Regions from separate parts of the Sus scrofa genome. Here regions 2, 3 and 4 are each linked to region 1. The links are chromatin contacts, called in public HiChIP or PLAC-seq and promoter capture Hi-C maps. All regions are on one chromosome and are shown on one strand. The core of a region is the stretch at or near the end of the contact, and the rest is flanking DNA. Distances in the headings are between cores, read along the strand shown. Region 1 holds the start of RPL19 (60S ribosomal protein L19). Region 2 holds the start of STARD3 (StAR related lipid transfer domain containing 3). Region 3 holds the start of PSMB3 (proteasome subunit beta 3). Region 4 holds the start of CWC25 (CWC25 spliceosome associated protein homolog).

What was found. Promoter capture Hi-C pulls out the DNA fragments that hold promoters and counts their contacts. HiChIP or PLAC-seq counts read pairs in DNA pulled down with a chosen protein or histone mark.
Region 2: a contact with region 1 is called in an H3K27ac HiChIP or PLAC-seq map of alveolar macrophages. The contact joins the promoter of STARD3 here to the promoter of RPL19 in region 1. A contact is called at or near these places in 1 of 5 promoter capture datasets (liver) and 1 of 2 datasets of contacts at active chromatin or transcription factors (alveolar macrophages).
Region 3: a contact with region 1 is called in a promoter capture Hi-C map of liver, with 2.9 times the contacts expected there. The contact joins the promoter of PSMB3 here to the promoter of RPL19 in region 1. A contact is called at or near these places in 1 of 5 promoter capture datasets (liver) and 1 of 2 datasets of contacts at active chromatin or transcription factors (alveolar macrophages).
Region 4: a contact with region 1 is called in a promoter capture Hi-C map of liver, with 4 times the contacts expected there. The contact joins the promoter of CWC25 here to the promoter of RPL19 in region 1. A contact is called at or near these places in 1 of 5 promoter capture datasets (liver), 1 of 47 Hi-C or Micro-C datasets (skeletal muscle) and 1 of 2 datasets of contacts at active chromatin or transcription factors (alveolar macrophages).

Annotation. Positions count from the first base shown.
Region 1 is chr12:23,031,193-23,036,665 of Sscrofa11.1, forward strand. It overlaps RPL19 (60S ribosomal protein L19), which reads right to left and starts at 3,145. Exons shown (of 6, transcript XM_003131509.5): 1 at 2,998-3,145; 2 at 1,953-2,059; 3 at 517-639. The coding sequence starts at 3,002.
Region 2 is chr12:22,678,506-22,683,978 of Sscrofa11.1, forward strand. It overlaps STARD3 (StAR related lipid transfer domain containing 3), which reads right to left and starts at 2,180. Exons shown (of 15, transcript NM_001143725.1): 1 at 2,131-2,180. It overlaps PPP1R1B (protein phosphatase 1 regulatory subunit 1B), which reads right to left. Exons shown (of 6, transcript XM_021067047.1): 6 at 2,739-3,525. The coding sequence ends at 3,476.
Region 3 is chr12:23,354,553-23,360,025 of Sscrofa11.1, forward strand. PSMB3 (proteasome subunit beta 3) reads right to left here and starts at 3,064. Exons shown (of 6, transcript NM_001144902.1): 1 at 2,997-3,064; 2 at 2,502-2,686. The coding sequence starts at 2,999. TRNAN-GUU (a tRNA gene) reads left to right here and starts at 3,918; the gene lies at 3,918-3,991.
Region 4 is chr12:23,295,156-23,300,628 of Sscrofa11.1, forward strand. It overlaps CWC25 (CWC25 spliceosome associated protein homolog), which reads left to right and starts at 2,895. Exons shown (of 10, transcript NM_001244652.1): 1 at 2,895-3,100. The coding sequence starts at 3,083.

The sequences.
Region 1 (5,473 bases), core at 1,895-4,394:
ACCCATGAGGACACATGTTCGATCCCTGGCGACACTCAGTAGGTTAAGGAAATGGCGTTGCTGCAAGAGCTGTGGTGTAGATCACAAACGTGGCTTAGATCTGGCATTGCTGTGGCTCTGGCGTACACCAGCGGCTACAGCTGATTCGACCCGTAGCCTGGGAACCTCCATATGCCGTGGGTACGGCCCTTAGGAAAAAAAAAAGTAAAAAGTAAAAAAAAAAAAGGGTGGTGTGTATGACTTTCATCTTCCTCGATCAATCACCCTGAGCCAAGAAAGGGCTTTTAGGATTTATTGGACAACATTTTCCAAGTATCCAGAAGAATCCTTGGCAGATAAAGGTGACCTCTTTCTACCAATACTTTCGACACCAACACCAGTTGTCAACTTTCTGCTTTGCAGACAGAGAAACACCAAGTATCAGAGTAAGAAAACGCTCAAAATGAGTCAGAATGGGAAATCGAGACTTAATCTTCTATCATTCCTGAGTCTAAGTAAAGGGAAGAACGCACTTACCGATGCCCATATGCCTGCCCTTCCGGCGGGCCAGGGTGTTTTTCCGGCATCGAGCCCGGGAATGGACAGTCACAGGCTTCCGGATGATCAGCCCATCTTTGATCAGCTTCCGGATCTGCTGACCTGGGAAACCACAATGTATCTGGTCAGTCACCTGGGGGCTGCCTGGCCTCAAGCACAGCAGTCACAAGCCAGGGCACAAACAAGAGGCCAGAGATACCACTCACATCCCTGGTTTCAAAAGCAGTAGAAATAGGGGAACCTCTGTTTCTTAAAATACATAAGAATTTCATCCATCGAGAGTATTTTATAGCAAACTCTCTCTATATTTGGGGAGGGGTGATTAAAATAGTATACAAATACAGCCTAGTCCTTCAAATCCTGTCTCAGCTGTTAGCTACCAGCCTAAAATAAGGTGAGGAAGTTTTGAACACCCATTACACCACCACAAACCCAAACAGGTTAAAAATTTCTCTGATGGTGACAAAGATTCCTGCTTGACCCAACCTTTGTCAGGTTTCCAAGCCTTCTAGGCCCATCCTTACAGTTCCTTGTAAATTCTCATTTTGGAAAGAACCCCGCTTAAGTTAGTTAACCAGAAACCCCTATCGTGATTTCAGGAAGAATCCTTTTTTTTAGGTCAGTTTAGTCAGAATCCCCCTTACCTGTTTCTTCATAGTAATTTTCCTCCCACTGACCCCTACACTGTGCTCCTTGGCTGTCAATCCCTAGTTGCTCATGCTACCTTCTGATTTGAGCCCAATCTCTCCCCCTCACTGTAAAATCCCACTGCACTGGTCCCCGGAGAACTATTTCAATGGTCCTGAATAAAATCTGCCTTGCCATCATCCCCCCCCCCCAAATATGGCTGCTCCCATGGCATATGGAAGTTCCCGGGCCAGAGACCAAACCTGAGCCGCAGCTGTAACTTATGGCATAGCTGTGGCAATGCGGGTTAAGACCCGCTGTGCTACAGCAGGAACCCTATTTATGGAAGTACTGTGGTATGCTAATGTTATCTGCAGGACTGACACTGTCTAACTACTTTGAGTAATTATGTACAAACATGCCTCTGTTCTGAGGCCCAGGCCTTCCCAATTCATCCCTAACCCCCAGTACTCCAGTTTGCTTCTTCACAAACCCTTCATATAGCTATACAACAGAACATCCATTCTAACCGTATTTACTAATATAACACTGGGTAGTTCCATTAACCTCCATTCTCTCATTCTGGCAAATGGCAGGAAGAGAAGAACCCCTGGCATTTCCTATTTCTTTGATTCCTTCCATTTCCTAAGGATGCCCACCCCCCAATGTCCGACTTATGAGCTCTCCTAAATCTGCACATTCAAGTTAACACAATTGTGCCACCTTTCATCCCTCAAGGGTTGAGCAGGTGATAGGGCAAAGAAAGGTCGCAGAACCCAAGAACTCACGGGAGTTGGCGTTGGCGATTTCATTAGTCTCATTGGGGTCCAACCAGACTTTCTTTTTGCCACAGCGGAGGACACTGGAGGCAAGCCTCTTCTGAAGCCTGAGCATACTGTAACAAACAGAAAACACTATCAGGCCCTGGAAACCATTCCTGGGCAAGGAGCATCCCCAGCAAGACCTGCCCTCCAAAGCCTTCTAATGTGAAATATACCACAGGATATGGATGTATGTGCATTTAGTACTAAGGACAAACATGTCTCTCCCGCCCCAGGCTTTTGCCACCCACAATGGCACCTCCAAATTAAAAATCTCCCCTGTATCCAGATTTTTGTTAATGCCTTGGCAACTACCCATCCCATAATGTAGACAAAGCCCAAGCTATATCTTGACGTATTTGCGCCTCAGTTTTCTCCTCTGGAAAATAAGATGAACGGATGAAATTGAAATTTATAGAGGGAGCTAATACTCTGACATGCACCAGTGAAAATGAATTTATTTAACGCGAAGAATCTGAGGCCAGCGGAGCCGATTCGCTAGTCAGTCTTCTGATTCCTGGGCTCGTTTTTCTCATCTTATCACAGTAATATACTAGCCTTAAGGATTTTCTTATGATGGCTCCACCGAATAAAAGGCATCAAAGAACCAGGGATTGCTTCATCCCGGACAGTCGGAGGCTCGAGACCTACGCGAGGCCCCGTCCTACGTCACATGCAAGCAGACATGGGCTCGGAGCCACAGATTGACCCAGCGAGTAAGGAAGCCATAGCCCGGTTCCCGCCACCGCCTCTCTTCTGCCCGCAGGAGTAGCCTCGGACACGTGTGGGGCGCAGGGCTCGCCCTTCCTCCTGCGTAAGAGTGCCCAGGACGCTCTCCCACCCCCATCCTCTCCAGGCCAAGAGCTAGTGTGCTCCGGCCTACCCTAAGCTCCAAGGCCGGCCGCTTCAGGGCCGTCTCCACCTCAACTCTCCCACCAGGGGCTGAGGTATCGAGCCGTCGAGTGCCCTGGCAGCCGGAATCAACCAAAATCGGAGACCCTGGAGCCCTTACCTCATGGCTGCTGCCGCAGCGGCGAAAGGAAAGAACTTGCTCTCGCCAGGCTCCTCCCATTATCTGTGCAGGGGAGAGCTCATCCCTGGCTCCGCTTTCGCCCGTATTCCCCTCCAGTCTTTTCATCTTCTGCCACCATAAACGTACTTATATCTTCTGTAAAGATCCGGGATACTCGAAGCCTAATATCAGAAATCGGTTTTAAACTTAAAAACATAGAAAATATACCCCTTCGGCATGGCAAAGTGGTATAGTCCGACTTCCTATTAGGCATGCGTGGCAAGGGTGTCTGGTCACGTGGATGGCGGAAGCCGGAAGTCAGCTGGGTTGCGCAGGCGGGTTGAGGGAATTTTGCTAGAGTGGCCCGTTTCTCGCAGTCGCGTTGGGTTCTTTGGGTGTTTTATTGGCGCGGGGCGGGTGTGGAAGGTGAAGCAAGAGGGAATAATGAGGGCGGATTTCAGACAAAAGCAGCCCTGTATTCACTCTCTTAATTATTGGGAGACCCTGGAGGTCAGAATAAACCACCAAAGATACTAGCTGATGTTTTTGCACCCCTATGGTCCTTGATCTCTTAGTGCCTCAGTTTCCTTCTCCGTATAGTGTACGTGATATATCCGTTGTTCAGTTGTGAAAATCGCATGAGTTAACGTTTGCAGCTTGCGAAGGCAGGCATTAAGACCAGCTCCTCTTTAAAAATAAATAAGTAAAAAGGCATGCTCCTTATGACAGGAACCAGTCTTTTGTTTGGCTCATACTGTATGCCGGCAGCCATGGAGCTTTGCACATAGTAAGCACTTGAGAAATAAGGAGCGAATGAATAGCTGTGAAAGTCTTAAACCTGGTTGCTAGAACCTCTCATAGTTCTTTCCTCTTGCTCTGGAGTTCCCAATGCAAAAACCTAAGGAAGTGCAACTAGAGATTATCGTACTAAGTCAGAAAGACAAAAACCTTATAATATCACTCATATGTGGAATCTAAAATATGGCACAAATGGGAGATCCCCATTGTGGCTCAGTATCCATGGGGACGCTGGTTAGATCCCTGGCCTCACTCAGTGGGTTAGGGATACAGTGTTGCCGAGAGCTGTGGTGTAGGTCCCAGTCCGCGCTCAGATCTGGTGTTGCTGTAGCTGTGATGTAGACTGGTGGCAGCTGCAGCTCAGATTCCACCGGAGCCTGGGAATCTCCACATGCCACAGGTAGAGACCATAAAAAAAGCAAAATAAATAAATAAAATATAGTGCAAATGAATCTATCTACAAAACAGAGACTCACAGAAAACAGACTTGTGGTTGCCACGGGGCGGGGGGTGGGGGGAATGGACTAGGAGTTTGGAATTAGTAGATGCAAACCATGGCATTTAGAATGGATAAACAAGGCGTTTCCGTCTTGGCTCAGAAGAAACGAATCTGACTAGTATCCATGAGGATGCAGGTTCCATCCCTAGACTCGCTCAGTGGGTTAAGGATCCATCTGGCATTACTGTGAACTGCGGATCAGATCTTGCATTGCTGAGGCTGTGGTGTAGGCCCCCCGCTTCAATTCTGATTGGATCCCTAGCCTGAGAACCTCCATATGCTGCGGATGCAGCCCTAAAAGACAAAAAAAAAAAAAAAAAAAAGAATGGATAAACAAGGTCTTATTGTATAGCACAGGCAACTATATTCAATCTCCTGGGATAGACCACTATGAAAAATAATATATATACATATATATATTATTTATCTTTCTAGGGCCGCACCCATGGCATATGGAGATTCCCAGGCTAGGGGTCTAATCGGAGCTGTAGCTGTGGACCTACGCCACGGCCACAGCAATGCAGGATCCCAGCCATGTCTGTGACCTACACCACAGCTCACAGCAACGCCAGATCCTTAACTAACTGAGAGGGGCCAAGGATGGAACCGGAAACCTTATAGTTCCAGTCAGATTCATTTCCACTGCGCCATGGGGACGCCCTTTTTGTTTTGTTTTTCTAGGGTAAAATAATATTTAAAAATGTGTAATATGTATGACAGAGTCACTTTGCTGAGTACAGCAGAAACTGGCAAAACATTGTATCAACTATATATATTTTTTAAAAAAACTAAGAATATTCTGGGGCTCAAGAAACACAGATCTGAGTTCTGCCTCCATCTCCTTGCTTTGCTTCAGCTGATAACCCCGTATCTATCATCTGAACTTTCCTGGCTGCTAAATAGAGCTTAGAAGATCAAAGAGAGGGAAGGAAAGCAAAATTTATGCCCCTTTCTCACAACAACGCAATTAGTGTCATGGTCATTTTACAGCTGACTGAAGTAGCAGAGATTGAAAATTCAGGTCCTTCTTTTTTTTTTTTTTTTTGTCTTTTTTTTTTGTTTTGCTATTTCTTGGGCCGCTCCCGCGGCATATGGAGGTTCCCCGGCTAGGGGTCCAATCGGAGCTGTAGTCCCCGGCTTACGCCAGAGCCACAGCAACGCGAGATCCGAGCCGCGTCT
Region 2 (5,473 bases), core at 930-3,429, 350 kb before region 1:
CCAGCATTTTATTTACTGACAAAGAGTCAGGCTTTGGGGCTCTGGGACAGAATGAGAAGTAAGCCACATCAACTGTCCTGAAGCAGTTTGTAAAATTAAAAGTCAGAACCAGGGTTCTGTATTATCCTCATGTAAACAGTAAGAGCTAACACTTATTTATTGAACCGTCACATGCTCCCTGTTTTAAGTCCTAAACATACATTATTTCATTTGATCCTCACAATCACTCTATCAGGTGGCACATTACTATCTCCATTTGACAAATGAGGAAACCGAGGCAGGGACTTCATCGGGGTCACAAAACAGAGTCAAAACCCAGGAAATCTGGAGTTCCTGTCGTGGCGCAGTGGTTAACGAATCCGACTAGGAACCATGAGGTTTCGGGTTCGGTCCCTGCCCTTGCTCAGTGGGTTAACGATCTGGTGTTGCCATGAGCTGTGGTGTAGGTTGCAGACGCGGCTCGGATCCCTCATTGCTGTGGCTCTGGCGTAGGCCGGCAGCTACAGCTCCGATTGGACCCCTAGCCTGGGAACCTCCATATGCCGTGGGAGCAGCCCAAGAAATGGCAAAAAGACAAAAAGACAAAAAAAAAAAAAACAAACCAGGAAATCTGATTCTCAATCATCGTGCTACCATGGACAGGGCACTGCAGGGACTCAGAGGGGGCAATATTGCGCCTTGAGCGGTGGGCTGGGCAGAAGGTGATCCAAAGGTGATGCTGCCTGAGCAGAGCACTCCAGGACAAGCAGAAGGCAGCCCAGCCAATAAGAGGAGAAGGGGCTCTCCAGGCAGCGGGGCTGGTGCGTGCAAAGGCACAGAGACACAAAGCAGCAAGGTGTGGGTAAGCATGTCCTGCAGTGCCCTGTCGGACCTTAGGATACACACAGGAAGACTGGCGGGGAAGGCGTCAGATCAGAGAGAGCTCTGTAAATTGTGCTAAAGATGCAGCCTTTCCCATAGGCAATGGGAAAGCATCCAAGGGTTTTCGACAAGGAAGTGATACTATGAATTGTGTTTTTCAAGGATGAGAAGAATTGCAGTTTGGAGACTGAGCTGCAGGCAGCCATGACTGGAAGTTGCTGGAAAGCCACTGTGGTCATCCTGGTGAGAAACACATCAACGAGAGTGGTCACAGAAGAGAGGGAGGCACAGGACTAGATGTGAAGCATGTTCAGGAAGTCAGCTGGACTAAGTCACCTCTTAGATATGGGAGTTGAGGGAGAAATATATGATAATTATTAGGTTTCTGGCTGAGATGGGGTGGCAGAGAAAGAAGGAATCTGCAGGGGAAAAGAGCAGTTCAAGTTTAGACAGAGTGAATTCCAGCTGAAGTGGAGCTGTCCAACTAGTAGCCTAAGGCCAACTGAGGCTCCAGGGAGAGGCTTCGGTGAAAAGGTAGATCTGGACACGACTGGGGTATGTAGGTGGTGTAAAGCTGAAACCATGAGAGTGGATGAGACCATCCAGATCCAGAGTTAAGAGGCTGGCTGAGCAAGAGAGATGAATGTGAAACCGTGCTTCTACAGTCAGAAGAGCAGGAGGAAAATAAGGGGATGCCGACGCGGTGGAAGCCAAAAAAGAGGGTGATGGGTACGTGTTCACTACTGCAATTGAGAATTTATGTCACTGGTGTTATGCTCCTCTAAGAACTCAAGAAAGATACGTTAAAGGGCCCTTATAATGTCAACTGGGAAGTCATTCACTGTCGTTTCCAAAGGAAGTTGAGGGAGACCGGATGACGGTGAGACATTGACCTCCAGGAACTTGGAAATATTTTCCTCCTCATTCTCAGATCCTGACCCCTCCCCAGATCCTGACCTTTAATACCCTGATACCTTCCCCTTGCTTCTTCCCTCACAGCAACGTGAGAGGCTTTGGAGGGCGATCCGGGACGCCTTTCCAAGGCTCTCTCGAGTAGGCGGGGCCGTAGAGGGTCAACGCAGACGACCCTCCAACCCCGCGCTGAGTGGAGCGAGGCCGAGCATAGGAAGGGGGCGGAACCTGGAGCGCGGAGGGTGTGGGAAGGGTCGGACCGAACCACGAACGGACACCGGCTAGGGAGCCAGGATCCATCGGCGAGACGTAGCCCTCGTACCACCACCCGGTCCCAGTGACCTCTCGCGGACCCACCTGCACCATGTCAGCCACGGCTCCGGCTCTTCCCAGCCCCAGCCGCAATCTGGCTCCGAAGCTTCGGCGGCGCCTCCGAGCGGAAGGGGATCTCCTCTCGGCGCCACTTCCGCCACTGAGTCCGCCCCCGGGAGCGAACCGGGAGGTACTAGGCCCGAGGCACCGCCCCCTCTCCCAACCCCGCCCCCAAGCCCTCAGGCCCCGCCCACAAGGGCGGGAAATGGGGGCTGCTGCTAAAGTTAGGCTTGAAAAGAGGAATTAGAAGCCCAGGGGTTTCGTGCTTATTGGGCCACAGAGGCCTAGCACTCTGGAGAAAAAAGGGGAGCTTCCTGAGGGGAGGCCTGCGGGCCTGGAGGACGAGGAATCCAGTTACTCTTGAAGCACCCCTCTTCTCTCCACCCCGCCCCCGCCCCCGCCCCACCTCTTTCCACCTCCCTAGCAGGATCTAGAATGTCTGTGGTCCTTCCTAAGAGGGCTTGGAACTTGGCTGCAGTCAAGGCTGCAAACTAGAGGACTGGACATTACGGTCAAGGACCTGACCCTTGGATGACTACCACATAGTGAACCTCCTCCTCCCTCTCCTTTTCCCTGAAAGAGAAGTCTCAGCACAGGTATTTACAAAGATTTATTACAGCAGGGGAGCGGTTCAGGCCTGGAGTCAGGGAAGAAGGGAAGAGGACAGAGCAGCTGGAGGACAAGGAGAGCCTAGATCCCCCACTGTTTGCCCCTCCTCCCAAGGACTTACACTAGGCGGCATTCCTGGCATCAAAGCACAAACAAAAGGCAACAAAGCAGCCTCTGCCAGTCCATCTTCCAGGCACCCAGGCTGGGGAGCAGGTGATAAGGGGAAGATTTCCAAAATGTGGAGGCTGTGGAAAGGATGCCTGAATCCTGGGCCCTGGTAGACGCCAGTGAGAAGGAATTCCCAGGGGATGGAGAAGGATCTGTGGGCACTTACAAGTTCTCAGTACCCTCTTTCCCCAGATCTTAGGGTCCTGCCCTGTGGGTTTCCTATGCCCAGGGGAGAGGGTCTGGGGAGTAGAATTGTGAAGGATGAACCTTTGTCCCCCATTTACTGAGTTTTCCAATGCAGACTCTCACACCCCAGCTCCCACCCAGTGAATGGGGGAATGACTGGCAGGGGTAGGCATCAGGCAGCAAGTGCCCAGGGACTCTGAGCATCAGCCAAAGGTGGGCAGATAAGCAAACACAGACCAGCCTTAGTCTTCTAGAAGCCGCAGCCCTAGCAATTGAGAAAGGTACAAAATAGGGTAGGGATGGGGTGGGTTTCTGAGGAACAGCAATGCCCTCTCCACTTCCATCTGGGAGATGCAGGGCTTGGTACCTATGTGCCAGGCTCAGGGTGGGCAGGGCGCTGTGGCTCTTCCCCTGGCTCTGCAAGGCAAGCAAAGGAACTTAGGGCTTGGCCACGCCTACCAAGATCACAACACCAACCCTCCCCAAGCCTCACCACTTAATGCGGGGTCTTCCACTTGGTTCTCAGAGCTTCCAACTCTCTGGGGCTCATCCAGAGGGGGTGGGCGCTCCCAGGGACCCTCCAGACCTTGGCCACAAGTTGTCTTTTGTCCAGCTGGGGATGGGGAAAAGGGATAAAAATACAGGCTCTGGGGAGTTTCCATTGTGGTGCCGTGGAAACAAATCTGACTAGCATCCATGAGGATGTGGCTTTGATCCCTGGCCTCGCTCGGTGGATTAAGGATCTGGCGTTGCCATGAGCTGTGGTGTAGGTCATAGACACGGCTCGGATCTGACGTTGCTGTGGCTGTGGTGTAGGACGGCAACTGTAGCTCAGATTTGATCCCTAACCCGGGAAATTCCTGACGTTGCTGTGGCTGTGGCATAGGACGGCAACTGTAGCTCAGATTTGATCCCTAACCCGGGAAATTCCATATGCCACGGGTGCGGCCCTAAAAAAGCAAACAAACACACAAAAATACAGGCTCTGAGTATCTATATGACTGTTCTGGAACATCAGCTGAGTCAGCTGGCTGAGGTTATGCTTTCCGAGGGTGATCATGGCATACTGGAGACAGCACAGGCCTAAGACTGCTCTTCCAATGTCTAACCGTATGACTTAGTTAAGTTTGTTGTTATCTCTCTGAAGGGGATGGTAAGAAAGAAATTGCATAGACTGCCTTAAATAAAACAATAGTTAATACTCTGCAGCTCAGTGCTGGCCCCCAGGAGATGCTCCAGGAGTGGTGGCAATTGATAATTGCTCCTTGGTTGTCTTGTCATCTTTTTTTTTTTTTCCATTTTTTTGGCTGCCCTGGGGCATATGGAGTACCTCAGGGAACCAGGGCCCAGGGATAAGATCCTGGAGGCAGTTGTGACCTGCACCACAGCTGCGGCAATGCCGGATCCTTAACCTACTGTGCCAGGGATGGAACCTGCGTGACAGCGCTCCAGAGATGCTGCCGATCTCATTGTGCCACTGCAGGAACTCCAGTTGTCTTGTCATCTGACCCAGTGCCCTGCTGTTTTTCCTGAGGGAAGAGTCTCCTCTCACCTCCTCTTCAGCTGTTCTGGGGTGGGGGTGGGGGTGGGGGGTCCTGAGAGAGACTCAACTCTTCCAACTGGAGTTTTTCTCCCATGGCTGATGCACCCACTGCCAATGCAAAGAGGAGGCCCATTCCATTTTGTTTGGGTGCAATGGATGGCCTTCAATTAGGGATTGGCTTTTTCTTTTCTTTTCTTTTCTTTTTTAGGGCTTTAGGGCTGCATCCGAGGCATATGGAAATTCCCAGGCTAGGGGTCAAATTGGAGCTACAGCTGCCAGCCTACACCACAGCCACAAGAAGGAAAGATCTGAGCCACCTCTGCCACCTACCTGCGCCGCAGCTCATAGCAACACCGGATCCTTAACCCACTGAGTGAGGCCAAGGATCAAACCTGCATCCTCATGGATCCTAGTTGGGTTTGTTAACCACTGAGCCACCATGGGAACTCCTGGCTATTTTTCATCCCCATAAATAGTGGGGCCCAAACATTTAATGTGCACAGGGAGGGATAGATGTCTGCCAGACAGGGAAGAAAAACAGCCATAGGAGGGGCTGAGATCCTTCTGCCTAGGAATTCTCTAGGCCCTGGGACCCCCCCATGGAGATTTTTGGACTTGGGATCTCTATCTCCTGCGTAGGTCTCAGGCTCCTTCCTCCTCCCTGGCCCCTTTTTGCGGGCAGCTGGGGTTGGAGGTCCAGAGGATGCGCTGGTTCTTGAATCCTAAATTCTCCATCTAGACACTAGAGGGCACCCTCTCACCTCCAGCCTGGGAAATAAAAAGGAGGCAAGAGCCACAGGTTCCTGGAGAGGACTTATCAAC
Region 3 (5,473 bases), core at 1,814-4,313, 320 kb after region 1:
CGCAGCATATGGAGGTTCCCAGGCTAGGCGTCCAATCGGAGCAGTTGCTGCCAGCCTACACCACAGCCACAGCAACGCGGGATCCGAGCCGCATCTGTGACCTACACCACAGCTCAGGGCAATGCCAGATCTTCAACCCACTGAGTAAGGCCAGGGATCGAACCCAAAACCTCATGGTTCCTAGTTGGATTTGTTTCCACTGTGCTACGCTGGGAACTCCGTAAGTCATTGCTGAATGTCCCCCGGTGTCTGCCTTGTGGAGGTCAGGAGGTACGTAAGGAAAGACAGAACCCCAGCCCCAGCCAAGACTCCTGGGCCTCCCCCAGGGATCTTCTCACTGCAAGTCCAGCCTCATGTCCACTTTTAGGACTTGTCCAACGTGGTGCTTCTACCTATAAACCTGCCACTCCGCTAACCTTTTTTTCTCCTACTTTCTTTGACATGAGAAAAGGGGAGTTAAGAAGTGCATTTTCCCCCTACTTTTTTGAGGAATAGCTTATGCATTACCCTTCTGACAGGGGTCTGCCTGCAGACACAGTGAAGGCAGTTTACACAGTAGAAAGCAGTGAACTGAGAGAGCTGACCTGGGCTAAGCCTTAATGTTTCCATCCCTGAGAGACAAAATAAATCATCTGGCAGGGAGATCATGTATGGAGATCACATATAAAACCGCAAAGTCTTATATGTGTTAATAAGAAGCAAGATGCAGGAGCTCCCGTCGTGGCGCAGTGGTTAACGAATCCGACTAGGAACCATGAGGTTGCGGGTTCGGTCCTGTCCTTGCTCAGTGGGTTAACGATCTGGCGTTGCCGTGAGCTGTGGTGTAGGTCGCAGACGCGGCTCGGATCCCGCGTTGCTGTGGCTCTGGCATAGGCTGGTGGCTACAGCTCCGATTCAACCCCTAGCCTGGGAACCTCCATATGCCGCGGGAACGGCCCAAGAAATAGCAACAACAAAAAAGACAAAAAAAAAAAAAGCAAGATGCTGTGTTTTGGGGTTGTTGTTTTCTTTTTTTTTCTTTTTAGGGCCGCACCCAAGGAATATAGAAGGGTCGAATTGGAGCTGCAACTGCTGGCCTACACCACAGCCACAGCAATGCCAGATCTAAGCCAAGTCTGCAACCTACACCACAGCTCACGGTAACTCGGGATCCTTAACCCACTGAGCGAGGCCAGGGATCGAACCCACATCCTCATGGATACTAATCAGATTCGTTTTCTTCCCTCTTGAAACTTTTGTCTTGACTCTTTCCCACTGGCCTCTCTTCTTTCCCCACTGCTAAATATACAGCTCTTGAGTTGCAGCTTATTTTTTCCCTCTATGTTTTTGGCTTTCCAGAATCTGTTCCTATAGATTTCACAGATCACCAATGCCTATCCAGCCCTGAGATATAATCTCAAGACCCCAGTTGCTCCAGAGGTATTTCTGCATGGTTTACTTTGTGCCTTTACAATTGGTATCAAAATCAAAGTTGCCACCTTTCCCTTAAAACTAGTCTTCCTATATTTCAGTCAACATGCTCAAAACAGAAATCATCTTTCAAACATTTTGGGGAGTTCCCGTCATGGCTCAGCAGTAACAAATCCGATGAGTATCCATGAGTGACGCAAGTTCTACTCCTGGCATCACTCAGTGGGTCACGGATCTAGCATCGTGGTGAGCCAGGTCACAGACATGGCTCGGATCTCGAGTTGCTGTGGCGTAGGCTGGCAGCTACAACTCCAATTGGACCCCTAGCCTGGAAACTTCCATATGCCCACAGGGTGCAGCCCTAAAAAGACAAAAATCCAAAAAACATTTTGCCAGCATGCCAAGTACTAGGGTAAACCATAAAAACAGATAAAAAAAGACACAAACCTTGACTTCAATGGGTAACTCTTTGGCTTCACAATATCCTTGTCACTGCTAAGACTGGTCAGTGACCACTCTCAGAAATGCCCTCCTTTCCTTTCCCACCACGCCACCCTATTAGGACCTCAACCCTCAAACCTGGATCATCAGGAGAACCACCTATTTCAACTCCTGGACTCTCCCTTCTCTCAAAGAACCACTGTCAACTAGGTAACTAATCTAGCAATTAATATGCTCCAGCTCATTATGGGTTAGCTATCTTTCTGCATGCCTGCCTTGTTTCCCAACGAGTGCCAAAGTTCTTTAGAGACTGAGCACGAGCTTTGGCCTCAGAGATTGGGATCCTGGGTGACATTCATTAGCTTACATTTGGGGCAATAAACCCTCTGAGACACTCAGTTTCCTCATCTGCAAAATGGGACAGCAACATGGTAATGTTAAGAGGACTAAAGTCCATGGAGGTAATAAGGTGCCATCCACAGCGTCTGGCACAGAGTAAATGCTGCTAAGTTGTTCGCTTTCTGTGTCCGGCAAGGTCTCAGATGCAATGGTGTTGTTTGATAGATGACTGACACCCAGGCCACTCAAACCGCTAGGCAAGGCTGGTCCAAGAAGAGGCGTGGGTTTGGGTGGGGACCCTGGATACTTACACTGTCTGGACGTCTGTGGCGAGCCCGGCCAGGCCGATGTATAGCCGGTCGCCCATGGGAAAGATCTTCTGGAAGTCCGTGGTCACCATCTGGGCCTGGATCCCGAAGCGCCTGTCGGCAGCGATGGCCACACAGTTCTTCCCCTTCATGGCCATGACGGCCCCTCCGTTATAGGACATAATAGACTGGGGCAGACAGAGCGGAGGGGCTCAGCGCGAGGGGCCAAACGCGGCCACGGCCCCCGGCGCAGCCCCTGATTCGGAGACTTCTGGACGCATCCTTCTCCAGTCTGAAGGTGCCTGAATGCCCCAACTCCAGCTCTGCGGGGAGCCCCCACTCCCCGCCTTGGTCCTCACTGCGGTCCGCTCCCCCTTCAAACTGGAGTCGTTTCCTTCAACCGACCACCAGGCCTCTCCGCCTCCCCAACTCCCCATGACCCCACTCCTTGTTCCTCAATCCCTACCCCATGTCCCTTCTTCTCGCTCCCCATCTCACCATGATTGCAGTGTATTAGGACCTCCAATCGCCACAATTCCTGCGAACCGGCTTTGGGCCTCACTGCGCACCCACTCTCGCTGCTTTCTCTCTATTGGCTGAGAGGCCGACCCTTCCGGGACACTTTGGCATTCTATTGGCTATGCTTCCTTGTCAGTCATCAGTACAGGAGTTTGGTTGAGAGGCCAAAACCGAGGTGGGGAAATCGCAAAGTGAAAAGTCACTGTAAGTGCGGAAGAGCCCGGTGTCGCGGTGCAAGCTGGGATAGCGGTGGACCCAGTCTTGGATTCCCCATCGCGGGCTGGAACCTGTGCCCACGTGGGCTGATGAAACCCGAGATAGAGGGCTTTCGCACTAGTGAAGGGCCCCGGGGTTGTTTAAGAGCACGCTGTGCGCGTCGCGCATATTACTCATGAAGCTTGTTTCATTTATTCATTCCAGAAATCCTTGTCTATTGTGTGCCAGTCACCATGCTAGGCTCCGGACATGCTTCGTATTTAGGAGGAGCCCATAAAATGCATTTTTACTGTTGCCAAGGGGAGGGGCAGAGGGAGGGCGTCTTGGGTATTCTGCGGCTGCAAGGGTTGGGCAGCAAAGGAAAGATTTGGAAGCCGAAGGTGGTTCTGCTCTGAGGGATTCACAACAGGTCGACTTTCAAGTATCCCTAACCTCGGGTCACCTTAAAGAGGGACGTTCTGGGTGTCCCCAATGAGGAAGCAGGTGACAGTTCCCCAACCCCACCTCCGAGCCAGTGCAGGGGAGGCGTGCACATCCCGCCTGCTTCTCTCTCCAGGTCGTGAGGCTTCCCTTTTTCCGTCAAGTCACTTCTTTCACAAGGTTGTGGGGTTTCCGCTCTGATTCTAGCGCTGTCGCAGGCTCACTCCCATTGACTTGGCCACCAGCTCACCACTAGCTATCGCAGTCTCTGTGGCGCAATCGGTTAGCGCGTTCGGCTGTTAACCGAAAGGTTGGTGGTTCGAGCCCACCCAGGGACGCTCTCTTTTCCCCCTCGAAAAAGGGGAAAAACCTTATTCTCACAAACACTGCAAAGCCAGATTTTGTGTTGAAACAGCAGACAATACTATTTCTATAGTAAATCCGAGGGTCATTGTGATTGAAACTTCGATGTTGTTTCGTTAAGGAGGGGATACTTTCTCCAGCACTTCCCTCTGCCACCTTCCTCCCACCCCGCCCCCAACAGGATTGCAGGGAAGGCAAAGACATATAGGTTTTTGCCTCACTGTACAATACGTTTCAGGTTGCATTTTTTCACAGGATTAAGAATGAATTTGCCTTGGAGGTTGGGCGGTTTTCCCTTATCTGCCTCAATCGATATTTCATTCTCTAAATACTACATTTGGAAAGGAAGAAAGTGTGAGCGACAAAGGCAGTAACAAATTGAGGGATGAAGTAAAAAAAAAGGTGAGAAGGGGAAATCAGCTGTCCTATACAGAGAGAGACAGAAAGCGGGGATATGACAGAGAAACAGGCGGGGTCAATGGGAGACCCAGAGGAATGGCGAGGGGGGAGAGAAGCAATTAACACGACAAGCATGAGAAAAAGGAAAGCATCAAGACAAAACAGGTGTTTTTGTTTGTTTGTTTTTCTAGAAATATAAAGATGTGGGGACGAGGTTGGAGAAATAGAAGCAGAATGTGACAAAGGACATTGTTTGGGGGAGAGAGAAGGAGTAAAAGACACAGAGGTAAAGACTCATAAAATCGCTGAAGGAGCTGCTTTCTTCTACTATCTTCCAGGAGGTCTTCTTCTCGAAGTATCTCTCGGTACATGTGCTAGAAACAATTACCTAGGTTTCCTGAGTTGCTACCCTCTGGAAGCTTCTAGTCTATGACAGACACAGTGACTCTTCTGATGAAAAGTTTGTCAGCTGGATGACCTCCTGAGATACTACAACTGGCATAGGAGAGGGGAAATTTGGGCATACATCGCTTTGCCAGTGCAGAGGTGCACCCTTGAGCTGGGAGAGGGAGCCTCCATTTTTATGGAGGAGCTAAGCAAAGGACCCTCTTAAGCGGTTTCCTTCCACTTTGGTCTCCTTTCAAGACAAGGCTCAAAGGAAGCCTCTTCTGAAAGCCTTCCCCAATGCTCACCTACTCTTACTGCTGCTGCAGGCCTAGGGGGGCAATGGGGGTGGGTATACACAGGATATACACCGTGCCCATGGAAGCTAAACCGACAGGCTGTGTAACCCTGCAGCTTGCCTGCACCAGCCTGTGAGCATCCTGTGGGACAAAATCCAGGTCATCAGGTTACCGACCCGGTGCCTAGAGCTGTATTTGACAATGGCACATGACAGGTGCTTCTTTGTTGGGGAAACTAGAGAACTTCAGATGTGAGAAAGGTTTGGTTAGAAGGTTCTCCTGACAGACTTGTGGTTGCCATGGGGGAGGGGGAGGGAGTGGTTTAGACTGGGAACCTGGGGTTAATAGATGCAAATTCTTTCCTGTGGAATGGAT
Region 4 (5,473 bases), core at 1,645-4,144, 260 kb after region 1:
CTGACTTACTTCACTTAGTATGAGAGTCTCTAGTTCTATCCATGTTGCTGAAAATGGTATTATTCTGTTCTTTTTTATGGCTGAGTAGTATTCCATTGTGTATATGTACCACATCTTAATTCATTCATCTGTCAATGGACATTTAGGTTGTTTCCACATCTTGGCTCTTGCAAATAGTGCAGCTATGAACATAGGGGCACACGTTATCTTTTTCAATGAAAGCTGTGGCCAGGGCATTCCTGTCATGGCGCAGTGGTTAACAAATCAGACTAGGAACTATGAGGGTTCAGGTTCGATCCCTGGCCTTGCTCAGTGGCTTAAGAACCAGGCATTGCTGTGAGCTGTGGTGTAGGTCGCAGACGCGGTTTGGATCCCACCTTGCTGTGGCTGTGGTGTAGGCCGGTGGCTACAGCTCTGATACAGCCTGGGAACCTCCATATGCCACAGAAGTGGCCCTAGAAATGGCAAAAAGACAAAAAAAAAAAAAAAAAAAGTTGTGGCCAGATAGATGCCCAGGAATGGGATTGCTGGGTCATATGGTAGTTCTATATTTAGTTTGCTGAGGAATCTCCATACTGTTTTCCATAGTGGTTGTACTAATCTACATTCTCACCAACAGTGAAGGAGGGTACCCTTTTCTCCACACCCTCTCCAGCATTTGTTGACTTGTTAATGATGGCCATTCTGACCGTACCTCACTGTAGTTTTGATTTGCATTTCTCTACTAATTAGTGGTACCTCACTGTAGTTTTGATTTGCATTTCTCTACTAATTAGTGATGTTGAGCATTTTTTTTCATGTGCCTGTTGGTCATCTGTCTATCTTCTTAGGAGAAATATCTATTCAGGTCTTCTGCCTATTTTTTCAATTGGGTTGTTGGCTTTTTTGCTGTTGAGTTGTGAAAGTTATTTGTGTATTTTAGAGATTTAAACCCTTGTCGGTTGCATTGTTTGAAACCATGTTCTCCCATTTTGTAGGTTGTCTTTTTTTTTTTTTTTTTTTTTTTATGGTTTCCTTCCTTTGCTGTGCAAAAGGAGCTGCAGATTTCTGATACCTGCTCTTTCCTCTATGTATGCTTTAGCAAAAGTCACACAGAGAGAAATCATCACAAGAGCTACTTGGTAGGGCAAAATGTCATGAGTAAGTGCTGGAAAAGCAGGTTTGGAGTTGTAGGTCCAGGCATGCTTCCTGAACTTGGCACAGAACTTGAACAAGCACACCTCTGTTGTTGTCTGAGCACTAAATGCAGCTGTTGTTTTCTTGGGGATGCCTCTGCCTGGGTTTCGCATGTATCATGACCTGACCATTGGATTGTTTGAGCATTTGTTTATTTTCTGTTCTCCAAGTAACATGTGATCTCAGTGCTGGCACACAGTAAATACACAACAAATATTTATTGGATGTTTTTGCCTCTATATCCTTTCATAACTGAGCAAAATTTGCCTTTTCATGGATGCAGTCTTTCACCTTCCTTTTTTTTTTTTTCCTTTTCTTTTTAGGGGTGCATCCGCAGCATATGGGTCATATAGTTCCATATAGCCATATAGTTCCCAGGCTAGGGGTACAATTCAAGCTACAGCTGCTAGCCTACACCACAGCCACAGTAACACAGGATCTGAGCTGCGTCTGTGACCTACACCAGAGCTCAGGGCAACGCCAGGTCCTTAACCCACTGAGTGAGGCTGGGGATTGAACCCTTATCCTCATGGATTCTAGTTGGATTAATTTCTGCTGTGCCACAATGGGAATTTCCATTTTTTTTTCTTCTTTTTTTGAATATTCATCATCTTATATAGATACAAAATAAAACAAAAATATTTTTCATTGTGATGAGAACTAAAGATTTACTCTCTTAACTTTCATATATAACTTACATTAGTGTTAATTATATTAATCATGTTTATACATTACATCCCTATTACTTTTTATTTTGTAATTGGAAGCTTGTAGCTTTTGAATACCTTCATTCAATCCCCCCCCTCCCATCCTACCACTGGTAACCACAAATCGGATCTTTTTTGCTGAGTTTGTTTTTGAAGTGTAATTGACCTATAACACCATGTAAAGTTGCGGTGCATAATGCTGTGATTTGATATTTCTATTTATTTCAAATTGATCGCCACTGTGATGCTATTCTATCTTATTTTATTTTTTTTGGTCGTGCCTGCAGCTTGCGGAAGTTCCTGGGCTAGGGATCAAACTGGCACCACAGCAGTGATCCGGCCGCTGCAGTGAAATAAGTGGAGACAACTCATTTCAAGTTTGCTAAAGACAGAGTGCAGCAGCTGGGGAGAACACATGAGGTCTCTTTTTTCTTTTTTTTAAGCATCAATTGAGCGTATCTAAAATGATGATGACAAAGAGCCAATACTTGGGATAGAGGAGAGAGGGAGGAATTAAGTAATACCAGATGTGAGGGGTGGGATCGCAGCGGATGAACAGCCAGGCCTGAGGTAGGAGGGATGCCTCTTCCATCATAAACGTTAGGGAAAGGGGTAAACTGGCAGAGTCTAAAGGTTTGGTGCAGGGAAGCTAATGGTGTTTCGATGGTTTCTAGTTAACTCCGTAAAATAGGCCTAGAGTAAGGGGGTTGGCTGTGAGTCGAGGTTTGAGGAGAGTGCTCATTTGAAAAGACGTTTGGATACCTCGGGGGGCTAGGCTGGGGTTGGCGAGGTAGACCCCCAAGTGCAGTTCCACAGGGACGCCATGGTGCGCTGACCAATTGCCAACCGACACGTCCACGCCGCTTTAACACACGGTTTGGAATGTCCGCTGAACGGACAAGCTGCGGCGATGAAAATACGACCACAAATCCCGCGATATCACGGCCGCAACCTGCGAAACTGCCCGTGACGCTACCGCTACGCAACGCGACAGCGCGTATTAAAACGTCATGATCCTGCGACGCCGTCGCCGCAATGGGACGCCCTCCCGGAAGTGGGCTCTGGATCGGGCAGTGAAAGTGGTGTCCAGTTACCCCCGGGACCAGATCTGGGAAGTCGGAGCTGAACTGTTTCTTTACCTTTCTCCCATCCTTTCTGAATCTTCTAGGTCCGCCTAGTGAGGAAACGTCTCCGCCGTCATGGGGGGCGGAGACCTGGTAAGTGAGGGAGTCCAGGGCGCGGGGGAAGGATGAGGCCGGAGACTGGGCTGGGGACGGAAATTGGCGGGGGTGGCAGTGGGTAATCATGGCAACGCTGCCTTGCTTTCAGGGAGAGGGAGCCATAGTCCTGGACAGGGGAAGGATCTCTAAGGCTATGGAGGGACCGAGTGGAGACTTGGGAAGATGTGCGAAGTGGGTCGTCAAGGATGGCAGGTCATTGTTTGCTGGCAGAGAGACCTTCTGGCTGGAAATTCTGGGAGGGCCCTAGGGCAGTTGGAATTGTGGCTAGGAAAGGAGGCAGGTATGTAGGACGTGGCGCATAGACTTTGTTTTGTGTATCTTGGGATAGGATACATCTCCTTTCCTCAGCTAAGAGTTCAGTCATGTCCTGGGCTGTAGTAGGGATGATTTGTGCCCTATTCTCCTCCCTGAGCCATGTCCTGGGTCCATGTTAAACTTGAAGAGATCTTTAGATTCATCTTTCTTACTTCCACTCTTACTTCAGTGCTGTATTCTGATCTGTAGTGGCAGAGCTTCTTTTCTCAATTTGTAGCACTTAATATAAGTTGTATGCCTATTTCTCTTAAATTGTATAGTACATTCTAGGGGGCTAGGGCCCAAAATTGGACAGATGTACCCACAAGAGCATGGTGCAAGGTCAGAAAAATGCTAATCTCCTGAATATGTAGCTAATTGAATCAGCAAATAGATTGTTTAGCCACCTGTCCAGTAGCTATGTTAGCATTTGTCAGTTCTTACCAATTAGGATGAGTTCCAAGATACCGTCAAGGTTTGTCTAATTTAGTGCCTTCAAGTAGCTGCACTTAAGGATAGAAAAGCTGTAGTCCAGAGTTTCTCAACCTCAGGTTGACATTTTGGGCTGGATAATTCTTTGTTGTGTGTGTGGCTCTGTGCATGTAGGATGTTTAGCAGCATCCCTGGCCTCTAGCCTCTAGATGACAGTAGCACCTTTCTCCCCCACTTGTGACAACCAAAATTATCTATAGACATTGCCAAATGTTCCCTGGGAGGCAAAGTCACCCATATTGAAGGCCAAAGAGGAGGACCATTGTGATAAGAGGGAAGGGTGGAGGAGGAAGGAAGGCCTGAAGAGCCTGATGTGGGGAAAGGGAGGACAAGAAAAGAAAGAAAAGGAAGAAGGAGCCCTCCTTGACTGTACACCTTTCACATGGCAAGTACCTTGTGTCCATTTTCTCATGTAGACTTATTAACTGGGAGTTCCCACTGTGCCTCAGTGGGTTAAGAACCTGATTAGTATCCATGAGGATGCGGGGTCAATCCCTGTCCTTGCTCAGTGGGTTAAGGGTCTGGTATTTCCAGGAGCTGCAGTGTAGGTCACAGATGCAGCTCAGATCTGGTGGTGCTGTGGTTGTGGCTTAGACCTCAGCTGCAGTTCTGATTGGCCCTAGTGTGGGAACTTCCATATGCTGTAGGCGCGGCCCTAAAAAGAAAAAAGAGAGAAAAAATAGACTTATTAACTGGTCTTCTGGTCTTCAATCTTGGTCCTCTCCAATCCATTCTTTACATACTAGACTGGTTATGCCTCTCACCTGCAAATGAATGTTTAGTCTTTTCTACTGTCAACAGGATAAAATCCAGTTCCTTAAGCCCCTTAATCTGTTGCTTTCCTAGTTGGCTTCATCTTGAGCCCCTTTTCCGTCAGCTTGCTCCCCGGTATCAAGCCATACTGAATTATTTGTACCATGTTCTTTCTTACCACTGGGCCTACAGCTGTGTGTGCTGTTACCTCTGGAAATCTACCTCTTCCTCCCCTCTTCCTACATCACCAGGCTCATTTATAATTGTCTTTAGATGACATCTCCTCCAGGAAACTTTCCTTGGGGGGGAAGCTGAACCAAAGTAGTGGCTCATGGGGAGGGGGGGAGGGGAGAAGCATTCTTCAAGGGTGAAGGGGAAGATCAGATCCAGGGGGGTGATTCTTGGGAAGGAAGGTTGAAAGAGGTACTAAGTGGGGTTGTAAACCATGCAAGTTTGAGGAGGGTTAAGTGGACTCAAGGAAAAGAAGGTTGTGTTCATAGAAATGAATGTCCAGAGCCAAAGGCACTTGAGTTATGTTGCCTTTTAGCATCTGTACCTTCCCAGCTCCCTGCCCCATTCCTCCTGTGTGGTCCTCACCAACCCTCACTTTAGTCATGGCCAGTAGAAGTCAGACTCATGTACATTTCAGATTAGAAGTATTTGAAGGGAAGGCAGGAAGGGCCCGTTTTATCCTGAAACTTTAAGTTCTTGAACAACCATATTCCACTCCCATCCCTTGTGTGCCAGCCTTGCCATCGTCAAAGATGTCTTGCCCTTACATGCCTGCTGTGGCACGAATAGAGGAATGGG